Regions from separate parts of the Gossypium hirsutum genome. Here region 1 is linked to region 2. A link is a contact called in public Hi-C data. All regions are on one chromosome and are shown on one strand. The core of a region is the stretch at or near the end of the contact, and the rest is flanking DNA. Distances in the headings are between cores, read along the strand shown.

Evidence for each region. Hi-C and Micro-C count contacts between places; a contact is called where the count stands out from the background.
Region 1: a contact with region 2 is called in a Hi-C map of leaf, with 1.8 times the contacts expected there. The contact joins the promoter of LOC107954772 here to the promoter of LOC107954774 in region 2. A contact is called at or near these places in 10 of 34 Hi-C or Micro-C datasets (anther, callus, fibers and 3 more).

What each region holds. Positions count from the first base shown.
Region 1 is chrD07:38,013,674-38,017,551 of Gossypium_hirsutum_v2.1, forward strand. It overlaps LOC107954772 (probable plastidic glucose transporter 1), which reads right to left and starts at 2,408. Exons shown (of 12, transcript XM_016890437.2): 1 at 2,127-2,408; 2 at 1,895-2,018; 3 at 1,075-1,275. The coding sequence starts at 2,301.
Region 2 is chrD07:37,879,516-37,883,531 of Gossypium_hirsutum_v2.1, forward strand. LOC107954774 reads right to left here and starts at 2,527. Exons shown (of 10, transcript XM_016890442.2): 1 at 2,261-2,527; 2 at 2,055-2,129; 3 at 1,367-1,508; 4 at 953-1,234; 5 at 717-864. The coding sequence starts at 2,110.

The DNA.
Region 1 (3,878 bases), core at 1,158-3,657, 130 kb after region 2:
CCAATTATCCCAAAAACAAAACATGCCATGTATCTGGTGTGGCTGAAAAAAATAAAATTTTTGAAAAGATAATCATTTTTAAGCAAGCAAACTAGCTCAAGCAATTTCAGAACAAGAGTAATCAAACACTGTTCATTGTTTAAGCTGCATTCGATGAGCAATGGAGCTAATAAATAAAGATAAGTAAATAAAACTTCAAGAAAATATTCAACTAATTGAACTTTTGAGAATAAAGAAGAATTGGAAAAAACGAGTAATTGAGTTGCGTGGAACTACAGCGTGAATTGCTAACTTAAATATTTCTAAGCTATAAATAGAATGAGATTTTTTATACAAGGGATCAGGCATTGGGGGATTTCAATTAGAAATCTTTCCTCTTCTCCTCTAGCTTTTCTGATTAATGCCCCAAAATTTTCATTAGATATATTGCGATGAAGTTAACTTGGGGTTGGGGAATTTGGAGATTTGGATTTAGGGTTCTGAGGGATTGGCAGGGGAGAGTCACAATAGTTGAAACTTCTATTATGGCCAGTGGCCACACGGTAGTTCTAAGATTTTGGATGGTTGGGTTTGTTCCATGGGCCGGGTCATGGGTAAATCAGTTAGGTATGATATATTTTGTGCAAACTATCAACAACCTAATGGAAAATTTTAACATTATCATGATTTGAACAAATTTTTAATGCATAAGAACTAATTTGGAGTAATTTTTAGTAGAGGAACTAAAATGAACTTTACACAGTAGTACAGGGACACCCGTTAGACTTTGACCCAATTCTTACCATTATAAGAGTAAGCTCAAAAAGCACCTGAAGGGCCAAGATATAAATTGGTTTACATGTTTAAACACACTTTCAAACACATAAAGAAAAAGAAGCAACTGTAATATGTGTCCTATAAGTTCTACCTAGATAAATACAGAATGAAATAACAGATGGGGTGTGAAACACACAAAAGAAACAAAAGAGTACAAAATAATTATAGTACTGTTTAAATGAACTCCACATTTCACTTGGCATAGAGGAGATAAAATGCATTGCTTGGATTAACAATACCTATATATGCTATTCTCACCTCACAATTGCACCAAGTATCAATGGTATCGTGTCAATCTGAAAGGTCCGGCGACAGCCTAGTTTGTCCACCAGTGAACCACAACTCAGGCTTCCAATGAAAGCTCCAGCAATGAATATGCTTACCACAAGCCCCTCAAGAATTGGATCTCCTTCGAAACCAAGTTCTCTTGCAATTGAAACGATTGGACCATTCATTACTCTGCAAAACAAAGAATGCAATTTTGTAAACTGACTATTTGACAAACCAATTTTACTCTTTAAAAATATCATTGATTTTCAAGTTACACCCATGTTATGGTGAGTATTGGATACGTGTGAGAATCCAATATGGGCATACTCAATATTTTTTATTCTATTTTATTTCTTCACATATATGATCATATCCCATACCTATGTCAAACACAAGTGTTGGACATGGGTACTTTAGGGAGAATTAAGAGACCGGGTATATGAATTCCTTCCATACACTCCCGATGAAATTTTAACACTCTACAACCAGATTTATACATTAAAAGACAATAATTCAGTGTGTAGTTTCCTTATTTATAGTTTTTTTTATGGAATATTTATAGTTAAATAAATAAAACTCTTGTAAGCATATAAATCAGTTAGCAACATAATTTCCAATTTCTCAACAGCTAAAAGAGCGAGCAACTAATTAGAAAGCACAATAAGGCATAAAAAAAAATCAATAAGAGCAGAATTAAGCTCCAGAATATTCAAATGCTTCATTGCATAGCAAAAAGAGCAAGGAAAAAAAAACCAACAATTAACTTTTCAGAGGGAAAGAAAAATGTTTTCATTAAAAAAACACTTACCCTATGTGATAGCCGAAAAGGAAATTGGACATTGAAGCAACCAAAACGTGAGGGAAAGTAGGAAGCCATCCCAAATCAAAGATTTGATCATCGCTTTTTTCTTGATTATGTAAATCTTCATTATCTGCAATTTAAACCCTAATCAGATATTAACCATAAAAATTCCACAGAATCTTGTCCGTTGATTGAATTTGACGTAAGTCAATAAGCCAAAAAAAATGATAGTAAAAACCTGGCTCCTGAGTCTGCAACTGCTTCTTAGTCGCAGAAGCTTTCAACTTTAGTGACGGCAAGAGGAAACCAAAACGAAAGGTTTTGGGTTTAAGGAGTACTTTGGGGCTTAGATGAGAGGTGAAGAATAGGGGAACCGGGACGACCGGTCGGTGGAGTACGGTGGCAACCCACATCAAGTGAGAAATCGAGGAGAGAGAATGGGAATTGAAGTGTTTTTTTTTTTCCCTTCAATAATTAGATAGAAATGATAGGATAAAGCCAGGTGGCGTAATTTGTTAGCTCTGCAAGGAAGGAAGAGGATAAAACGGTCATAAAAAAAGAGTAACAAATTGGCGGGAAACACGAGAGCATATTTCAACAGTATACCAGCAAGGATGAGAGCATTTTAGTGACATTTTCTTTAGCATGACGTAATTTACTTATTTGTGGATACTTTTATCTAAGGATATTAAATTTTGAAATGTTAAAGACGTGGTTTAATCGTAAAATGCCATGAGTCAGAGTCAGAACTTTTTACTTCTAATAATTGAAATTTTGAAGAAAGAAAACCGTGAAATCATGTTAACGTCACATCTAAAACCCATAAATTCAAAATCAATTAAAATGTGTAATTTGTAATATAAACTTTAATTTGTTACCATCATATATATTAAACTTGAATTTTGGTTAGTATATATATATATATATATGAAATTTTGATTTGGATTCAATTCTACACATTTAAATAAAATAAATACATATATTTATTTTCATATTGAATTAATATAATTGTTTTTTATACAATATATTAATGTATACGGTGCTAATTCAATAATATTGTTAGAAATTTGTGAAAATTGAATTAAATTAAAATTTAATGCATAAATTTGTATAAAATCAAAGTTCATATATGACATTGTACATTGAATCAAATTTCATATATGTTTTGATATTTATAAAAAAAATTAACTATGAAATCAATATTAAAGAACTTTCAGGGAATGTTTGGTTCTAGGAATATAATATAAATTTTCATAATAGAATTACAAAAACGTAAGGTTGTAGATGGTATTTTCACATTACCTTGTTTGGTTCATTTGATTGGAATGTATTATCTAACACTATGTTTGGTTCGCTGACATAAGGTTGTAGATGGTATGTTATATTAGCTAGTTTGGTTCATTTGGTTAGAATGTATTTGATAGAGGGTTGCGCGCGGACCAAGATCGAGTTGCCAAGTCACGAGAAAACTCCTACGAGGCTCTAAACGAACAGATCTGAAACAAAACAGAAATTAAAATATTAGAACTTTGAATTTCCAGATATGGAATAAAAATCCCCAAACTAGCAAAGAATCAAATTGAGAATAGGAATAAGTGTTAATAAAGGTTCTTAGGGAATCAAGAACATGTAATTGAACCCCAAAGAATACTCCAACCTGTCGAATCTAAAAAGAAAGACACAAACAGCAAGTTAAATTTCCCCAAAATTCTAGCAACCAAAACAACCCAAATCTGAAAAGAAGAAATCGACAAGAACAAGGAATTTAGGGATTTTGAACGAATTTTGCTGCCAAGAACAAAAGGGGCGATCCGATCTTTAGTAAAGAAGAGGGCGAATCAGATTTGGAATGCTTTGGAACGCCTGAAACGCAATAAGAACAGCAAACAAAGTGATTAAATAAAATCGACACAAGCAGAATTTAAAAGAAAAAATTGACAGCAAGAAATTAAAAGATAAGTCCTAAGAAGCCTTAAAATCCCGAAAGATA
Region 2 (4,016 bases), core at 1,277-3,776:
TCAGTCAAACTGGCAGCCTATTCGATCCACACAGTATATTAAAACCACTTATTGGTCGAATCAGTTAACCACTTATAAACCTGGAAAATACCAGACTGAACTGCCTTTTTTTTAATTTTATTTGTTGTTAATGAAATTTGAAACTCCAAATTTTAGTTTTATATTAAACACCTCATGACTAGGCCAAATGAATAGCTTTCTTAATTATTAGCCACCAGGTCCAACCAGCTGAACTGGAAGGCAGAGATCTAATTGGTTCAACCTCCGTTCAGGTTTTTCTAATCTTGGTGCTAGGGAGTTTTGATTATTAACAATATATTTCAGTTCAAAGGGAACAGAATAGAGCAAATGAGACAGAAAGCTGATGAGAATGAGTTTGGCTTGACTTCGATAAGCTAAACTCTTGTGGTAAAATTATCAAAATACACATTGAACAGGCTTTCTTTATTTTAAATTACTTCAGACTTTCAAAGGTTGATTTGACCCTCCATCAATTGTACTTACACCTAGTGAGATAAAAAGTGACCAAATATACTTTGGTTCTTGCAGACATACTTCTTCAGTTTGCAATTTCTTACTTCATACATAAATATATATACATATATATTGTGAGTCCAAAGGATATAGAATGCTGAGGAAAGGTAATCTTGTGCAACTCGAGAATCATAAAGACAACTTTTGTTCTAGTGTCATAAAATATTCAGGCAAAAACATACCAATTGTCGAATTCAGGTACTCCTTCAGATGCCGCTGCTCCAACAATGTTCCGGAGAACCATGAAGATAGACACTTTGCTGCTTGATCAATGCTGTCAAATTCCCATCTTCGCATGAATTTAGCCTCTATGGCTAGAGAGGTATCAGTCTGAAAATGAGAAGAAAATTGCTAAACACGGAGACCTTGAAGGAGAACCACAAACAAAAAATTATTGAGCACATACAAGAACAAATACCTGAAGTTCATTCAAGTAGTTAAGACCTCGAACATTGGACCATGAAACTTCAAATACAATGAAGCCATACAATGTCCTATGCAGCTCATTGCTAAGAAGCGAAGAGGTTTTCAATGTCTTAACAGGTAGCAAAATTCTCTTTTTCGACAGCATTGCAGCATCTACCAAAGAGAACCATCTCTCCAACTTCTTGGCATCTTTAGCATTTGATTTGGAAGAAGCTTCTTTTCCATCCTTTCTTGCCCTACGACCTTTGGTGTTAGCAAAAGGAGATAACCTGGACTGTAAAATGTAAATAGGAAGAAAAAAAATCCACTTAAATTCATTAAAATATTCTAATCATTTGAAAATTAAAAATAATTAAATAAAACCATATATTTCAAAAGAATCAAAATAAAAGGTGTGCTCAACAACCTTGGTAACCATCAATTGCCACAAGTGAGCAGGACGTGAACCTAAGTCCCTGAGCCATGGCCGGTTGTCCACCAAAATGTAGAATTTGTTACTTTCAGGGGCCAAGAAAAGGCTAAGATCCGATAGATAAGACTGCAAGTCTCTGCAATCAGAGATTAGACAATAAAATTTAATATAATACATAAGAAAAGTGGAAAACCCTGAGAAATAACTCAGTGATTCTGATATTTCCCATAACGCAAGTGCTTAGAATAAATCAATTGATTAACGCCCAGGATTTGATATTTCTACAAATGAAGTCCTAGAAACACACAAAATTACCATATAAAAAAATGTATCAACACTCGTTAAAAGAAAAAAAAAGTCACTAATCAGAAATCGGAAAAAAAAAAAAAAAGACTGAAGAAGCTTATTCATAACATGACTGTATGAAGTATGACTAGCAGCTGAAGCAGATGTTAACCAACTCATATTTTTCTAATCATAAAAACATATACCGGAAATGAGCATTGGAATATGATCCCAACATATATGAAAAACTTCGAAAAAAGGAAATGCATATACCGCCTCAAACATGTATATCTATGACAGTCCATCCGAGTCCGTGAACATAGTCTGAAGCCAAAATTTCAACTTCTACTAGATCAAGCATACAGATGGTAAAAGTAAAAAAAGTTAAAAGAATTACCCGATTTGGAGACTGGTTAAAGGAAAAACAGAGCGCTCATCATCGTACTTCCCCATCAAAATTAAGCTCTAAGCTCTGTTTTTAATTTCAAATTACAGCAAATCACAGCTTAACAATTAGCATATAAGAAATAAAAATTCATTCATATCCAAAATAAACAACATTACTATATATATATAGATACTAAGAAAGAGAGGAAAATAGACCTTGAAGAAAGGAATTCCATGAAAATGGAAGAGATAAAACAAAAAAGGGAGAGAAAAGGAAGGAAACACAATCACACTTTTAACTTCATAACAAAACATTTAATAAAAGAGAGAGAATCAGATTAAAAGGCAAAAAGAAAATGAAATTGTTTTGTATTAAATGAAATGCAAGGAAATAATAATGGTTGAGAGGGAAAGAGTTTGGTTGGGTTGGAACTTGGAAGGCGTGATGAAGGAAGGCAAGATTCGACACGTTCACAACACGTCTATGTGTATTAAAAAGTTATTGGATATTCGAAATAAATAATAAATAAATAAGAGTTACTACTTATTATTGATGTGAGAGCTTTGGAGGAAACTGGAAAGAAGTGGAAGACGAAGGCTAAAATGGTAAAATTAAAAGGAGATCTGATCTAATTAATATACTCACGCGCCGAGAATAGCCTTACGATGTGGTTCGCCTGTTTCTATTTATAAATTAAAACTATATAACAACAATCTAACAGATTAAACTATTACCGAAAAACCAAACATACTACCAACTTAAAGATGAAATACTCAAACTCGCTTCTTCTTTTTTATAAGTACAAAGCCACCTTGTTTTTAACTGTGAGCTTGAATCCAGCCGTGATGAGAAGGTCCTTTCAGAAAAAAAAACGACATAAAATTAGTTGAGAATTTAGAAGAGCTTTGATGAGGAATAAAATTTACGATAATTAATCATTGTATTAAAAGATATTATATTAACATTGTGAATAACAATGTTGAATATCTTTTTAGATATTATCAATATTTCTTTTGGTTTCGAGAATTTACTATCAAAATCTATTAAAGACTCAATTAATAGGGTTTGTTCTCAAATAAAATTGATTATTAAAATTTATTAATTATGATTGAGACCGGATGTCATGAAATTCTTAAATGAATGTAGAACATTTTGAGATTATATGATTTTAATAGATGCAGCAACTACAAGTTAATCAATTGTGTTATCAACTTGAAATTCGTCATTTACAAAATTGCTTGTTCAAATAATTAGGTTAAGAGCAAAACTTTCAAATTATGTAATTAAGACAATTTATCTTGTTAATATTGATAAAATTATATGTATAAAAATCACGTATTTAAGACGTATGTCTATGTTTAAAAATAATATATGATAAATAATGAAATGTGACTTTTGAAACTAAAAACATGTATGCAAAATGTAATAAAAATTAGTTTAAATTGTGAGTAAAAAGAAATTGAAATAGTAAATACATCATATTAAAAATACTAATTGCACTCTAATTGTTTATCATGATATTATTGTTTTTCTTGAGTTAGTATCAAGTTAAACAATGATATTGTCAATATACAAACAACGTGGATGAAAACTTTTGAATAATAATATTAAAATGTATAAAAAAAGTTAGAATGAAGCTTTGCTTGCTGAGGTAAAGTTGAGATTTTATACATGTTGATGGTATGGGTTCAAATTCATTTGTAATTTTTTATTGATTTTATTTCAAATGTAAAAAGATAAAATTACCCTTATAAAATATAATTTATTTCAAATATATAAGGGTGGTTTAGTAATTCCCCCAACCAAGTAGTTGTCCGGTTGACTTGTGACATCAACTCAGTCAATGGTTTAAATAATAATTAGAAGTCCTATCATCAGGGGCGAATCCAGAACAATTTTTTAGGGGGCGAATGAAATGTTAATTTTTTATAATCTATATCTTTATAATTTTTAAAGTATTAAATTGAAATT